2 separate regions of the Mus musculus genome follow, and region 2 is linked to region 1. Evidence: chromatin contacts called from public Micro-C data. All regions are on one chromosome and are shown on one strand. Each heading gives the region's core, a stretch centred on a gene start, on an enhancer-like site or on the middle of the called end of the contact. The rest is flanking DNA. Distances are from core to core; before and after follow the strand shown. Region 1 overlaps Prdm11 (PR domain containing 11). Region 2 holds the start of Prdm11 (PR domain containing 11).

The links. Hi-C and Micro-C count contacts between places; a contact is called where the count stands out from the background.
Region 2: a Micro-C map of the G1E-ER4 cell line shows a contact between it and region 1, with 2.0 times the contacts expected there. The contact joins the promoter of Prdm11 here to the enhancer-like site in region 1. A contact is called at or near these places in 5 of 39 promoter capture datasets (the 3T3-L1 cell line, cranial neural crest, hippocampal neurons and 2 more), 19 of 484 Hi-C or Micro-C datasets (the G1E-ER4 cell line, the HL-1 cell line, the HPC-7 cell line and 11 more), 2 of 115 datasets of contacts at active chromatin or transcription factors (embryonic midbrain and memory CD8 T cells) and 2 of 9 other capture datasets (adipose tissue and pancreatic islet).

What each region holds. Positions count from the first base shown.
Region 1 is chr2:93,007,129-93,010,747 of GRCm38.p6, reverse strand. All of the region lies in intron 4 of Prdm11 (PR domain containing 11), which reads left to right. Among named protein-coding and RNA genes, the nearest start is that of 4631405J19Rik, 20 kb to the left of the region's middle. Within about 2 kb of position 2,232, at least 4 of the 459 cell types and tissues checked have an H3K27ac peak or open chromatin away from gene starts, as enhancers often do. A contact at or near this core is called in the G1E-ER4 cell line, where this site is marked.
Region 2 is chr2:93,044,522-93,047,840 of GRCm38.p6, reverse strand. Prdm11 (PR domain containing 11) reads left to right here and starts at 1,676. Exons shown (of 8, transcript NM_001368848.1): 1 at 1,676-1,862.

The sequences.
Region 1 (3,619 bases), core at 983-3,482:
TCCAATGCCAGTGAAGGAATGAACTTGATAGCAAGGCAAGAGCAAGCAGGCAAAGAACAAAAATCTCCCTACTTCCATATCCTTCTATAGGCTTCTGGCCCCAGATTAGAGGTGTGACTTCCCACCTCAAAGATCCAGATTAGAAGTGGATCCCCAATCCATCCCATAATTAGCCTCCAAGCAATGGCACCATTGCATACACTAGCAAGCCTTTGTTGCAAGGACGGTGATATAGCTGTCCCTTGTGAGACTAGGCCAGGGCCTAGCAAACACAGAAGTGGATGCTCACAGTCAACTATTGGATGGATCACAGGGCCCCCAATGGAGGAGCTAGAGAAAGTATCCAAGGAGCTAAAGAGATCTGCAACCCTATCGGAGGAACAACATTATGAACTAACCAGTACCCCAGAGCTCTTGACTCTAGCTGCATATGTATCAAAAGATGACCTAGTCGGCCATCACTGGAAAGAGAGGCCCATTGGTCAGGCAAACGTTATATGCCCCAGTACAGGGGAATGCCAGGGCCAAAAAATGAGAATGGGTTGGTAGGGGAGTGGGGGGGACGACTTTTGGGATAGCATTGGAAATGTAATTGAAGAAAATACGTAATAAAAAAAAAAAGAAAAAAAAAGCAGAGAGAATATCCAAAGTAACAAAGTTAAAATTGAATGGTGGTGGGGGGGGGGAGGGGCACAACGACAGATATTGTGATGACACACTTTATTCAATAAAATTTGAAAAAAAAAAAGAAGTGGATCCCCACGTCAAGTTAAGCAAAAAAAAAAAAAAAACAAAAAAACAAAATCCTTTGCAGGAGTCCCCCTCAGTTCTTGGGTTTTACTTAATTCCAGATGCAGTCAAGTTGACAATTAAGAATAGCCATCACATCACCAAAGCACACATTGGTGAGGGGGTATCAGATCAGTAGATCTGCTTGAGCAGAGGCCCTGTGGTGGGAAGGGGCACACAGCATATGTGAACAGCAAACGTGGGGCTGGAGAAGGCCTGGAGGTGGGGACTGGGAGGGGTCTTCTGCAGACTTTACTCTGTGAAGGATGCTGGGAAGTTTCCAGGTAATTGTTTCAAGTAATGATGAATGACCAGATAACTTTTGTTTCTTTATTTATTTGCTTGGCTGTGTGTATATGTGTTCAGGGTGGTGATGTGTGTGTGTGTGTGTTTATGTGTGTGTCTAATTATTCTCTCCCTTATGTTTGAGACAGGGTCTCTCTCTAAACCTGGAGCTCACCAATTCAGCTAGACTGGTTGACCAATAAACCTCCAGGGATCCCCGTACCTCCCCAGCACTGGGATAGTATGTGCACGCCACGGCATTGGGCTTTTACCTGCGATGTGGGGATCAGCTCAGTTCTTCACGATTACACAGCAAACACTGTCCACTGAGTCATGTCCCCAGCCCCACATTAATGTCTTGAAAGGACAACATTGGCTGCAGCCTTTAGAGCTGACTGGGGCAGAGATGTGGCACTGGTTAGGAAGCCGGTAGTCAATGTAATTCCAAACCTTCAATGGAGGTGGCGTGGGTGGAGACAGGGACAGAGAGACAGAGACTGAAGGATCGACTTGAGGACGAGATGGGGGATGAAGGCCAGTCAGGATGGCATGGCTTTAGTAAGGGACCCAAGTATCAAGGCCAGCTTAGGTCCTCCCTGCCTCCCACCGAGCACTTCTGAAATGAGGATTGCTGGATGGAGAGAAGGTGGAGAGTGACTGGGATTCTGGTGTTGGCCTTGCTGAATGGCGATGTCAGCAGACAGGTGGATGTACCGTCCTGGCCCATGCAGCAGGAGTGTAGAGATGTGACTTATGTTCGTAGGTGGCTAGTGGAAGTGGATGGGGCCTAGCCTCAATGTCAAGGGACTTCAAAAGTTAACAGTCCAGAAGGAAGCATGGGAGAGAGCGGCACTGGGCGAAGGCAGGCCAGGAGAGCGATCTGCCCACATAGCAAGAAGAGAGGTGTACAAAGGCTCTAGCCTCTCATGCTAATGGGGAGCCCAGGGTGACAGAGCTCAGAAGTGTCTATTGATATTGTAGCCACAAAAGCATTGTGACATCAGAGGAACGGTAGGTCCAACCTGGGATCTTGAGCTCCTATGGTCTTTGGCCATGCTGACAGCTCAGGGTGGGGGCATGCTACTGGTACCTAAAGACAGAGGCTGGGGGCCAGGTTTAAGTGGTTTGTACTGCCTAGAACTGCAGCCTACAACAAAGGCTTATCAGGAGCCCCTTGCAGGAGAGTACAGGAGCTGGGCACCTGATTAGCATAGAGGTGGCCTGTAGAACAACTTCTCAGAATTTGGCTAGAGCTCAGAAGTGAAAAAGAGAGATAAGAGAGGTGGATGGTGATTAGAGGGTAAGGGGAGCTGGTACTAGCAAGAAAGCATTCTTAGGGCCAGCAGGAAGAGGCTTTGGAAAGGAGCAGGAGGATGAGGTGAGAACACCATCCATACATGCATTTGTAGCACCTCTGTCTGGAAGGTTCTGCAGAAGCCGCTGAGTATGGAAAGGGGCGGCTCAGCACATTTTCCATCACCTAAGGGACAGCCCAGGGTAGGTGGGTGTGGTAGACTAATTAATTGCTCTTTGAAGATTAATAGTGTTCATTGCCAAGTTGACAAGATCTGGAGTCACCTAGGAAACAAGTTTCCAGGAGATTGTTGAGCCTGTGGGGAGAATTGTCTTGATAGGTTGATGGATGTGGGAAGACCCATGGGTGGTGGCATTCCCTAGACAGGGATGCTTGACTGTATACAGTGGAGTGAGGTGAGCATAGGCACTCATCCCTCTTTCTTCTGGATTGCAGGTGTAATGCAACCAGCTACCTAGTGCTCCTGCCCATGTGGCTTCCCCGTTATGATAGACACTGGGGCTATGAGCAAATCACCCTTTCTTCTTCTTTTTTTTTTTTTTTAATTTTTTAAAAGACCATTTTATTTTATTTATATGTATACACTGTCACTGTCTTCAGACACCCTAGAAGAGGGCATCAGATCTCATTACAGATGGTTATGAGCAACCATGTGGTTGCTGAGATTTGAACTCAGGACCTCTAGAAGAGCAGTCAGTGCTCTTAACCGCTGAGCCATCTCTCCAGCCCCCACCCTTTCTTCTTAAGTTGGGTTTGTCAGTATTTTATGGCAGGAATGAGATTAAGATAGGTCCCACAGTGTCCCCATTCTTGTCCTCAGAGCTGGTGACTGTCTTTCGGTGGCAGAAGGTGCTAGCATCTGTGGTTACCATGAACATCTTGAGTCAGGGAGATGATCTTAGGTTTTCTGGCTGGGTTCAAGATAATTACAAAATTCTTCCATGGAGGAAGCATCAGAGTCAAATCAGATGTGGGGAAAATGGTTTCTGTTGACCTCCCAGAAATGGAAGGGACTGGGAAGTGTTAGGTCTCAAAGCCTCTCTCTTCCTCTCTGGCTCTCTTCCCCATCCTTTCTCATGGTTGGCTTCAGTCTGCACCCTTCCGGATGCCCCTGCCTGTGCTCTCCCTTGTATGTATAATAAAGACCTCAGCCCTTTAGGAGCACCCTGTCCTCTCTGGTCTTCTCATCCAGGAGGCAGGCATGCTGGCTCCCTATTGACGTGACAAGAC
Region 2 (3,319 bases), core at 427-2,926, 38 kb before region 1:
AAATGGTTCAGACCGGAGGAAACTAGTCTCCAAGGTCTGCTCATCCTCCGGGCCATTGGCCATACCCTTCTTTTCCTGTGCCTCTTTGTGGTCTGTCTCAGTTTCTTCGTCCCACCCACTCTCTGCAGCAGGCACTAGTCACTGCAGGCCCTGTGCCAACCCCTGGGCACTTGGGTCTTCACTGTTTGCCTTCCTGGCATGTGGTCCTGTGGATTCCTGGCCCACCCCTGATGTTGTTTCATGTATGGTCTCTTCCCCTCATAAGGGACAAGTGGCTAATTCCTCAGCCTCTCTTCCTGAGCCTGCCCTCTCCCAGGTGTTAGTTAGAACTTGAGGTAGTCCTACAGACTTCTGACTGGGCTGGAGCCACAATGGGATACACAGATCCAGGTCTTCATCCATATCCCACACACGACCCGGTGCTTCAGAAAGCTACACTGTGGACACACAGCAAGCACCTAGCCATTTCCATAGCATTACAGCTGCTTCTGGGCTCTTTACATACACCCTCAGGGCTCACCCTAGAGCTGGCAGCTGGACCTTTACAGCTTTGCAAGAAGAGGAAACAGGGTCATAGCTACAGACACTCAAGGTCATACTGCAAGTGACAGACAAGGGAGCCGAAGAAGCGTTTATGTTACCAAGGTCAAGAGAAATAAGAGAAGTTGCCTCCTGTCCCAGCCCCCATCAGGTCTCCTAAGCAAAGCATCCTCAGGAGTACTTGACCTTGGAAAGCCCTCTGGGATCGCCCTGGTGGAAGCTCCTTTCCCTGGGTAATCGGCTCCCCTGAGGTGACACCTTCTTGGGACTATCTGGACCTTCCTGGACTACCTGGCACTGGGCAGGCCTTCCAAGATCTCTTACTCAGGTAGAATCCTTTTTGGCAACTTCCAGCCTAAGGTGAGGCCCTCCTTCGGCCAGGGAACCCACCCTGCAGCAGCCTCCCCTTGGGGTCATTACAAAGAAGGGCTTGGGGTAGGGTTGTTCTGGTTCCCTCTGACCACTCACACTTCCTTTAAACACCCCAGCCTTACTACATCCCTTCACTATCTTTCTTGCTGGGTGCCATTTTGCAGATGGATACAATGAGGCACTAGGCAAGTTAAGTTAGGACACAGTCCCGTTCCAGCTTTGTATTCAGATTTGGTACTGTACTTTGATCTGAACAGCAAGTGACACTCACCCTTTAGTCCCCACGTAAATAGTTAATTTTTCTCACAGGCCCCAGGGCCCTTTTCCCTTGGTGTTCTATGGGACGCATGTTACCCAACTTCAGTTGATACTTCCAAACGGCTGAGCAACCAAAGGGTTAAAGGGGCCCGGAAGAGGACCCTGTAAGGGTTAAAATTATAAACGCATTTATCGCCCTCTGACTATTTATTGGGTTGTAGACCGACAACGTCGAAGCCGGGCAGAGCCAGGAGGCACCCTCGGATGGGCTTGCGCAAACGCCACAACTTTCTAGCACGACCCCCAGAAAGTATCCCAGGCACAAAGTTGGCGCAGCCCGCTCCTCCTCCGCAGCGTCGCCCTCCCCGTGGGGCGCGCGGCGGGGACGCGCGAGCTCCCGCGCGGGGCCGGCTCGGGGGACGCGGGGCTCAGCGAGGCTCGGCTCCGGCCCCCTGAATTGGGGGGTCCGCGTCTGCCCCAAACGCCGCTTTCTTCCGTTTTCCATGTCATTTCCTGTACTAATAAGATGGTGGTCAAAGCAGGGGAGGAGAGCAGCAGCGAGTCGCCGCCGCGCTGCCGCTGGCGCTGAAACTTTGCCCGGCCGGGGACCCCGCGCGCGGCCGCCCCGTCCCGCCGCGTCCCGCCGCCCCGGCCCCGGCCCGGCTCGCCGCCCCGCGTGGGAGCCCGCGAAGGTGAGTGGGCCCGGTGGCCACCGTGGCCATGAACGTGAACATGGCTTCGGAAGACGCTGGGCGGCTCGCCAACCGGCGCGGGGGCCGCGGCGAAGAGCGCGCGGGGACACTGGGGAGCGGGGGCGCAGGCAGGCGACGGGGCACGGACCGGAGCACCGGAAGCGGGGCGGGTCTCAAGGTGGCCCGGGCCCGCAGGTCGTCGCCACCGCCCGACGCGGGCCTCGGGCGGCCCAGCCTCCGCCTCCTTCCTCCGCGCACTCGCCCGCCTTGTTCCACTGTAGCCTTTTCCTCGGCTCCGCCGCGCGCTGACGGACGCGGCCGCCGGCCAATGGGAGCGGCTGTTCGGGCCCGGCGTTCGCAAAGAGAGCGCGTAGACAGGGGGCAGGGCGGGGCGAGGGCGGGATGCAGCCGCTGGCCTAGTTGCAGGGACCCGGTCGCCGGTGCTTCGGGGCCGGGCTGGGGGGCTTAGGGACCGCATGCCTCTCTGTGACCTGCCGCGGGCCTGGGGCGGCAGAGGGAGGGCGTGCCTTTTATCTATTTTAAGTCTTGGTTGCAGCACGGACTCTTCGGGAATTCGCCCCTGAGTGTCGTCTCCACCCCCCACCTCCTCATTCCCGGTCCCCAAGGTACTATGTGATGCAGAAACTGCAGAAACTTGGTGGCCAATGACCTTCCTCTGTCAAGGCCAGCGTGCCCTAGGCAAGTCGCTGCAGGGACTACTGAGCAGCCTTGGGCTAATAAGGCAAAAAGTTGCTAGTGTCTTGAGCCCATCTGAGTTGGAGCTCAGACCCTTAGAATCAGTTGATGACCTAGAGAAGGAAAGTCTGTCTTTTGTTTTTTTTGACCATGGCTTCGTGTGGAGGACAGCCGTGGTCTGTGATTAAGAGTGATCAGAAAGAAGCACGCCCAGTCCTTTGTGCGTGGGGACTGCGAGCAGTGAAGGGAGCCTTCTTTTCATCTTGAGAACCCTATAAACTTTGGGAGTTTTGTCTATCTGAAGCAGAATAGTTTTCCATGAAGTGTGATTCCCGTGGCACCCCTGTCCCCCGAAGAGGAAGGCAGGGACTTTCCTAGGTCTTGGTTGATGGTGTAGGGTGTATGGGTCAGAAGTCCCATATCCCCCTCATCCCTGGGGAGCGGAGTATGGTCTCTGCTGGGAACCTTCTGGGCATATGGCCCAGACCCCCTGGTTTATTTAGTTTCTTGGAAAGGACATCTTCAGGATCCTTCCCACGGGGCTTTGGATTTTGCAGGGCTGTAGTTGATCTCTTCAAGGGGATTCTCCTTCCCTGCAGTGGGTCCAGTACAGCCTGTGTGGGAGTCAGCTGGGAGAGCATTGAGATAGGATCAATTAAGTACCTGGCCCAGGGTCAGACTCCTGGTTTCAGAATCTAGAGCTGTGATCCTGGGCGATGCTCTGTGAACCATTTTGGGAATCACGATTGCCAGACCCCAGC